Linked DNA regions of Oryzias latipes: region 1 is linked to region 2. The links are chromatin contacts, called in public Hi-C maps. All regions are on one chromosome and are shown on one strand. The core of a region is the stretch at or near the end of the contact, and the rest is flanking DNA. Distances in the headings are between cores, read along the strand shown.

Region 1 (3,710 bases), core at 299-2,798, 48 kb after region 2:
AAGTTTCAGCGCACTGTCTAGTGGGTCTAGATGACCCAACTCCCAATGGTAAAGTGCCTAGGATAGCACAAGGGTTTAAGCTGAGGACAAATTCAGTTTCGCACCCTAAGCTTGATCGTTCAGACCTTCTGATAGAGAAGGTCTACAACAAAGTCCATAAAACTTCACGGCCTGAAGCTCAAGAAAACTTACCTGGGTAAGCCAAAGTATGATCCAAACACACCCACAAGTTTGTATCTGAATGCTTCAAAAGAAAAGGTTTTGAATGCTGCTTCATGGTCTTCAACAGGTTATAATGAAAATTATCTTATAGGTTTGAATTTCAAATTATTAAAAACGAAGATTTAATAGCTGAAGGACATTCAGAATTCTATTGATTGTAGGTGCTTTAAAAAAAAAACTTTTGTCCAAAACACCATCGATGCCCCCAAGACCTCAAAAACCAAGAAACGAAAACACAGACAAATCTCCTAAAAATTACTTCCGTTTTTTTTGTTTTCTTTTCCTCCTGTATTCTTACTTTTCTGTGCTCTGTTTGTTGTGACATTTTATTAAAATTACTTTTGCTTTTTCATGACTTCTTAGAAGTTTTGTCAAAAGACATCACTATTTTATTTGATCGTTTTATGTTTGTGAGTGAAAGAATGTTCATCCTCGGATGACAATATCTTTTCTATTCTATTCTATTCTATTCTATTCTATTCTATTCTATTCTATTCTATTCTATTCTATTCTATCCTATTTGAGCGGAACAAGATTCCCTGTTCATCATTTACTGGAAAAGCTTTACTGCAGTTGTTGCTTGAAAAGATGGGGGAAAAAAACTTGTTGGGTTCAAGAGAGCAAATACTTTTTATAAAAGGCTACATGGTTTAGATGTTTACTTGTACAGCAATTTACTCCCATCCTTGAAGGCCAAACCGCTTTACAGTCCCATTCACCCAAATACACATTCACACACTCTGCTGCCTAACACTGGCACCATCCTGTAACCACCAAAAACAATGTGAGTTCAGTGTTTTGCCTGACTTCATCACATGGGCAGCAGGCTGGGCAGAAACTGAACCTGCGATCTTCTGATCTGAGATCGACCGCTCTGCCACAGCTGCTCTCAAAGCTTTTTCTCCCAAACTGATGACATCATAGCTGAATAATTTGTCTTAGTGTTGTTTCACATCAAAACTGTTTATTGTTTGGTCATTTTTAGAGTTTAGAAGTGGTAAAAAGGTCAAATCAAAGAAGTCATGAAGGTGTGTGGTTACCTGTTTGTGAACTTTGGTCAGCTGCTCCAGGTTGCTCTCTAGGAAGGAGATCTTTTGTTTCTGAGCAGAACTGTCCTCTGAGTCCTCAGAGTCCTGAGTGTTCTGTTTAAAACAAACAGAAAACAGCTGCATTTGTTCACAGTGAGCACATACATGATTCCTTCTCATTCAGCTTTTCAGAACAAAGACTCCTGCTTGTCTCCAAAAATCCCAGTAGTAGGTTGACGAGTGAGCCGAGGACAGCAGAGAGCGTCTTTGTTTATCTGTTGGAGCCTGAGGCTGCAGACAGGGGACTCGCTGAGGCCTCGGGTTCTTCGTTTACAGCTACCTTTGAAGAATCCTGTGGCCTACTTACTGCAGACTCTGCCTGCTGTGTTCCCCACCTTCATTAAAATTTCAACAAGGTGCAAATTCAATGGCGTGTGCCCAGCACGGGGAGGACAACAGTCTGCACAAATATTCCACTCTCCTCAGGCAAATTCAGAGGACAAAGAGCTGATGTGAGCGCGGATCAGACATAAAACAAAATCAGGACTTTTACCTTTCTGACTCTTCTGGATAAATCCTTCACAAAAAGTCTCCGCAGGTTGTGGAGGGTCTGCAGCTCCCGAGCCTGCAGGGAAACCGCCACAAAAGTCTCTAAAACATGGAGCTTAGAGTTTCCTTCAAGAAGCTTTAAAGATGAACATATCAGATCAAAATGATGGAAGAAGTTGAATTTTTGAATAACAATATATATACCGGTATACAAATATATATTGTTATTCAAACAAGATTAACTGGGTAATTTTTATTAATTAAATTTCTAAAACTACTTTAAAGCCTAAAATGCATCAAGACATTAAGTGAGGAGCTGCAAGAAAAATTTCTTTCGGTTTTGACAAACCAGTTGGCCTTTTATCTGTTGGTTTGCATATTTTGGCAGAATTTAAGCACCTTTATGTACTAAAAAGAATGACTATATGCATTAGTAGATTATGAAGTCCATATCGTCTTCTGGATAATGTAGAATGTTCATCAACGCACAGTAAACAGGATCTGAAGATCAAACTTCAGGGGTGTTCTTTTTTGGTGCTTTTTTAATGATGACTAAGCAGAAGTCGCTCCCCCAAATCCCCTGAATTGACCTAATTTTGATTGGATATGTTTCAACTAAATACGAAAGCACTGCTGTTGGACATTTATAGACTGTGTTCTTCCGGGTTGAACTGGGTTTGCTCTCTTCTTACAGGTGAAATCCATAAGCGTGCCTGCTGTGCTGCTTAAAAGATGTCACATCTGAGTTAAGGTTTTGCTGTTCTGCTTCATATTGAATTGGCCAGGTGTTGTTAGATATTGTAAGGATTTGAAAAATGTTTGTAATTTTTCATTAATGTTGTTTGAAAAATGTACAGTAGATAGAATATTTATGTCACAATTTTTTTTCAGAGACGTTTTTCAGAAAAAAAGTTGCTGGCAGGTTAAATATTTAGAGAAAAAAACTGACCACAGTCTCTTCCAGTCCCCTCAGGTCCTGCCTGGCCTGCTCACGCCGGTCCTGCAGAACCCTGCAGCACACAAACCAGACATTACTTCAATCACATGCAGCCCTTGCCGTATTTAGTCGGAATAATGCAATTAGTTACGTGAGCTCCTGCAGCTGGCGGCTCTTCTCCTGGTCAGCGGCCTTCAGCTTCTCATGCTCCACTTTCAGCCTCTCCTGCTCCAGGACGATCTGCTGGTTCAAGCTGCTCAGAAATCAGAGACAGACTCAGTAGACGTTCCTCACTCCTCAGCATAACAGAAGCATGAGGAGCAGCGGTCTTACTCCTGCAGCTCCATGACGAGCTTTTCCTTGCTGTCCAGCTCGTCTCTCAGGCTGCTGATCTGCTTCTGGTAGGCATCTCTGTGCGACTGGATCTGCTTCTCCACAGCTTCCTAAAGACATGACACAGCTCCATGTCTACAGATACAGAACCAGAAGCGGACTTACTGACTGAAGGCCACAGTACCTTCACTTCGTGAGCAGACTGGATCTCATTCTCCTTCTCCATGGCATTAACTTTCTCTGCAGGCAGAGAAGTGTTTATGCTGGTATGGATTTCATGATTTCTCAGTTACATAATGTATGTCCATAAGATTCTTCATACCGACTATAAACATGGCGTGAAGATCAAAACTTTACAATGCTTGCCCTGCACAAACTGTCCAGTTCATGTGGACATGCACCTTTTTGTTCTCTTTAAATAATCAACCAATTATCGCCCCCTAGAATAAAACACACCCAATCTGCAGTTCACGTGAGCTGGATGGCCCCGTTGGTTAAGTGCAGGACTCGCACATAGGAAATAAGGGTTCAACTCCCAGTGGGAATTCTCCACCTAGAGAGGGGGATCCCTGAGTTCTTCGGCAAGACCAGGGATGCTATCACATCTGAGCCTGGGGGTGTCCGTGTCCCTGTGGTACAGG
Region 2 (3,779 bases), core at 54-2,553:
TTTGACTTTCAAACTTAACCTATTAACAATCCTTTTTGTAAAAAACAAAATTGTTTAAAAAAAGCTTTCTCTTTTTTTTACTGCAAGGTGTTTTATAAGGAAAATGTTTCAACAAACAATACATTTTTTATTCCTATTGTCCACTGCAGTCAGACATGCTAGAAAACAGCAAGGTGTTGTATTTTTAAGAGTAAAACTAATTCAACTAAAGTAAAAGCAGAAACAAAACATAAAAAGAATAACTTCTTCAAAAAGAACAGTAAATGACTGACTTTGTCATTGAATAATCAGTTATAAAAGTCTGTTTTCTTAAAAGGCGTTCCCCAGCAAAAAAAAAAAAAAACAGAACAAACTAACTATTTAGAGACAAAATAAGACAGGATAATGTTTGGCTCACGTGGTCCAGGCTTGATCCAACATCATGATTCTTAATTGTGAGCAGAATTTTGGGGGAATGAAACAGATGATTTCTCTAAAACTCAGCTTAAAAAAAAAAATCAGAATTCTGCTTCATTCAAGTAAAAATTAGAAAAAAAGGTTTTGAAAGCTGTGGCAAAAAACACCAAAAAATATGGTTTTATGTTTAAATTTCTGTGTAACTGTAATGAAGAACAACTTTGATCTCTAGGAAATCCCCATTGATGCAAAATTCCCTTTTAGCTTTGGTTTCAAAAATGATGATTTACACAGAGAAATGATGTTTGTCTTTGCAAAATTTAACCAACTCTATTATAACATCATCATCTGAAAAGTTTGACTTATTTTCCCCCAAAATGTTATATTCTTAGTGTTTTGTCTAAAAGAATAAAAAAGTTTAGATTAGAGATTATTAAATTTCTATGCTGTAATTAACAAATAGTATAAATAAGTATTTCCATTATTTATAATTTCCACCTTGAAACATTTTGACTAGAAAAAGTGAAAAACAGTAAATTTATTTATTTTACATAAATTAGGCAGAATTCGAGTGTGACTAATTCCCATAGATTTGCCTCCAACATTGGTGCAGTAACACGGCTGCGCCACAAGAGTGCAGCGTTGGATGTGTTAGAGTGTGCAGACAGGCTGACAGGAAGCTGCCATTCCACATCAAAGGCAGTGGAGCTTCCCGGCAGTCAGGAACCACAACAGCACGTTAACTCCTCTGAGGTCCACCGCACCCTCACCGCAGCCGCTTGCTCCGACACGGACCATCACGCTCCACTTCCACAATGTTTCGGAGCAGCAGCTCCAACCTGTCTGTCATCAGTACACATCCCTGAGCGGGATGACTCAGCACCCACAGGCTTACTTTGTACTCTACTGATCTCTACGCTGTGCTCAGGATCCATACCTCGTTCTCCACTGTTCCCTGGCTGTCTCCTTTGTTGCTGCTGATGCTGCCACTGGCGTCTCTGGTCCGCGGCGGCTTCCAGGTTCTCTCGCCGTTGGCCCGGTTGTAGTAGAAGTGCCTCCCGCTGTGGTCTTTGTGGGTCTCCCAGTCACCCAGAATGTGGATCGGGGAGCTGGAAGGGATGGGAGGAGGGCTGGACTGAGAGATCTTCAGCTCCTGAAGGTTGGTGTAGACCGGAGAGTCAGACCGGATCTGACCTGTGGGTGACGTTGTCTGCAAGACAAGAGAAGAACCGGATGGTCACATGGGAAACTGATGCCTCAGTCTTCCTTAAAAGCAATTGTTGCCTTTCATTTTTACACACGGCTTCTAAAAATATGTATTCCTGACCCAGCAGCAGACACTAAACCTTCCAGGATCTGCTGTCGACAAACAATCGGATGATCTGGATTATGAAATGTCAACCAGAGTTGTAAACTGTTTAAAAAACCCACAACCAAGCAGTCTAAACTATAATCAGATTTCTAAACGTCAGGATGAAAACGAGGCATGAAGAGCAGCAGGTCAGACTCGTGGTTGAGTAAAAGTTAGAACCCAATACGCCACAATAAAACCTCTACTCTTCACGCAACGTACGCACAAAAGGTCCGTCCTGGATAAAGAAAGGACCATAACGGAAATTGAGGTTTTGTGAAACTCTTTTTAGACCTGTAGGGAGGTCATTCGTATTTTAAGATCTCAACTCATTTACCACATTCTTTTATTTAGAGCCATTTCCCGTTCGTTATGCTCAAATGTTGCTAAAGCTCAGTGACAAAATGTCTGTTAAGAAAAATTGTGAAATATGGAGGAAAATATTTCACAGCGGGGACAAGAGGAAGTTAAAAACAAAAGTTTTTCTGTGAAAATGGCTGCAGCTGTTAGAACTTCAGAGGGTGTTTTTCAACACATTCCCTCAAAAAAAAGAGAATAAAGCAGCGGTGATGATGGTATGCTATCTCTAAAGGGGCATTTAGAAACTTGGTACAAAGGGCAAAAAATTCTGCTGCCAAGGCTGCATCTCAGTGTTTACCGTCCTGCACGCCAGCTCTGACACTCGCGCACCAAAGCTGGATTCCAGTCTGTTGCAGGATTTGAACCGTTTTCAGGACACAGATGGGACTTCCTGCCAGTCATAAAATAACAGGGTTCTTGGATATCCTGCACGCATGCCGGAGCAGGTTTCAGTAACACTGCATTGTTTGGAGTCAGGTTCAGTCTAAGCCTCTCGCTTTCAGCTCAGCGCACTGCAGGGGGGGGGGGAGGAATGAACAGCGTGCCAAACCGCAGAGAAAACACAAACTTGCTGCATTTAGGAATGCAGACAGCATGTTCCAATTTTAGTCAACGAAAGTGAAAATTAAGTCTAAATGTGGATAATTGAACAACCATTGAGATTCCAAACAGCTCAAGAGGGGAAGCCCGCCTGCTGCACCACCGCTCTGACAGATGTTAACCCAGATGTTTTCAAGAAGCCATTCAACAATCACTCCAGACGCCACAGAGGGATTCACGGGGACAACGGGCCCCCGTTGGCATGCATACCACACAGGTCACGAGCCTTTCATGTCACATTGCACATGCTGTTTTCACACATGGGTCTGAAATCTGAATATTATTAACAGCACAACTACGCCGCATAAAAATAATAGCTGAAGTACTGGCAGTGGTAGTGGGCATACACAACGTACTTCGTAAACACGTGGTCAAAATGAACCACACCTCGGCAATCACCAAAACAACTGTATTTTATTCTGATCCCTGGCCAAAGATCTGCTAAAGAACCAACATTCTTCAACTACAATTATATTCATTTGTTTAGAACTTGGAAACAAGCAGGTTGTTGGATCTGGAGCACCAGGACTGGTCAGCTCTAGGGAGGTCACCATTCTCGGTTTTAAACTGAACTGCATGTTACACCATTAAACCGATTTGTGGGGAAAGTGAATCGTTGCATCCCTACTGCACACCAGTATTTTTATGCGTAGGTGTCAAACAGATGTGCTAAATTTAAGAAATCTTTTACATTTATTGTTTTAATACATTACACCAGGCTCAGCATGAGCCAAGTCATCCTTGACCCAATAATCGATGTTTAAACGCTACAGCGTCCCGCAACAAAAGCAGCATTTTTAAAAGGTAAAACTGACACGAAACAAATGACCGTTTCGATTGGCTGCAATAAATGTGTCCCTTTTTTGTATTTCTAGTCCAAAGTAAACAGAAGGCACCTCTTGTTCATCGGTTGTTGTGGCAACCACGGGCAAAGTGATGCCTAAGAAGTTTTTGTTAATTAGACTACAATGTCCACCTTAAACCAGTAGGCGCACAGAGCCTATGCTTGTTCACTTAACCCTAGCTGGCAACAGCAAAATAAGAAAAGTAGCGTAACACAAACATAATTCTA

The links. Hi-C and Micro-C count contacts between places; a contact is called where the count stands out from the background.
Region 1: a contact with region 2 is called in a Hi-C map of gastrula embryo, with 1.9 times the contacts expected there. The contact joins two enhancer-like sites. A contact is called at or near these places in 5 of 5 Hi-C or Micro-C datasets (embryo, fibroblasts and gastrula embryo).

What each region holds. Positions count from the first base shown.
Region 1 is chr20:7,324,518-7,328,227 of ASM223467v1, forward strand. It overlaps kif5b (kinesin-1 heavy chain), which reads right to left. Exons shown (of 26, transcript XM_004080880.4): 18 at 3,254-3,309; 19 at 3,070-3,179; 20 at 2,888-2,989; 21 at 2,749-2,809; 22 at 1,804-1,875; 23 at 1,263-1,364. Among protein-coding and RNA genes, the nearest start is that of arhgap12, 6.6 kb to the left of the region's middle. Within about 2 kb of position 1,549, at least 2 of the 8 cell types and tissues checked have an H3K27ac peak or open chromatin away from gene starts, as enhancers often do. A contact at or near this core is called in gastrula embryo, where this site is marked.
Region 2 is chr20:7,277,223-7,281,001 of ASM223467v1, forward strand. arhgap12 (rho GTPase-activating protein 12) reads right to left here. Exons shown (of 18, transcript XM_023950082.1): 3 at 1,334-1,606. Among protein-coding and RNA genes, the nearest start is that of arhgap12, 41 kb to the right of the region's middle. Within about 2 kb of position 1,304, at least 4 of the 8 cell types and tissues checked have an H3K27ac peak or open chromatin away from gene starts, as enhancers often do. A contact at or near this core is called in gastrula embryo, where this site is marked.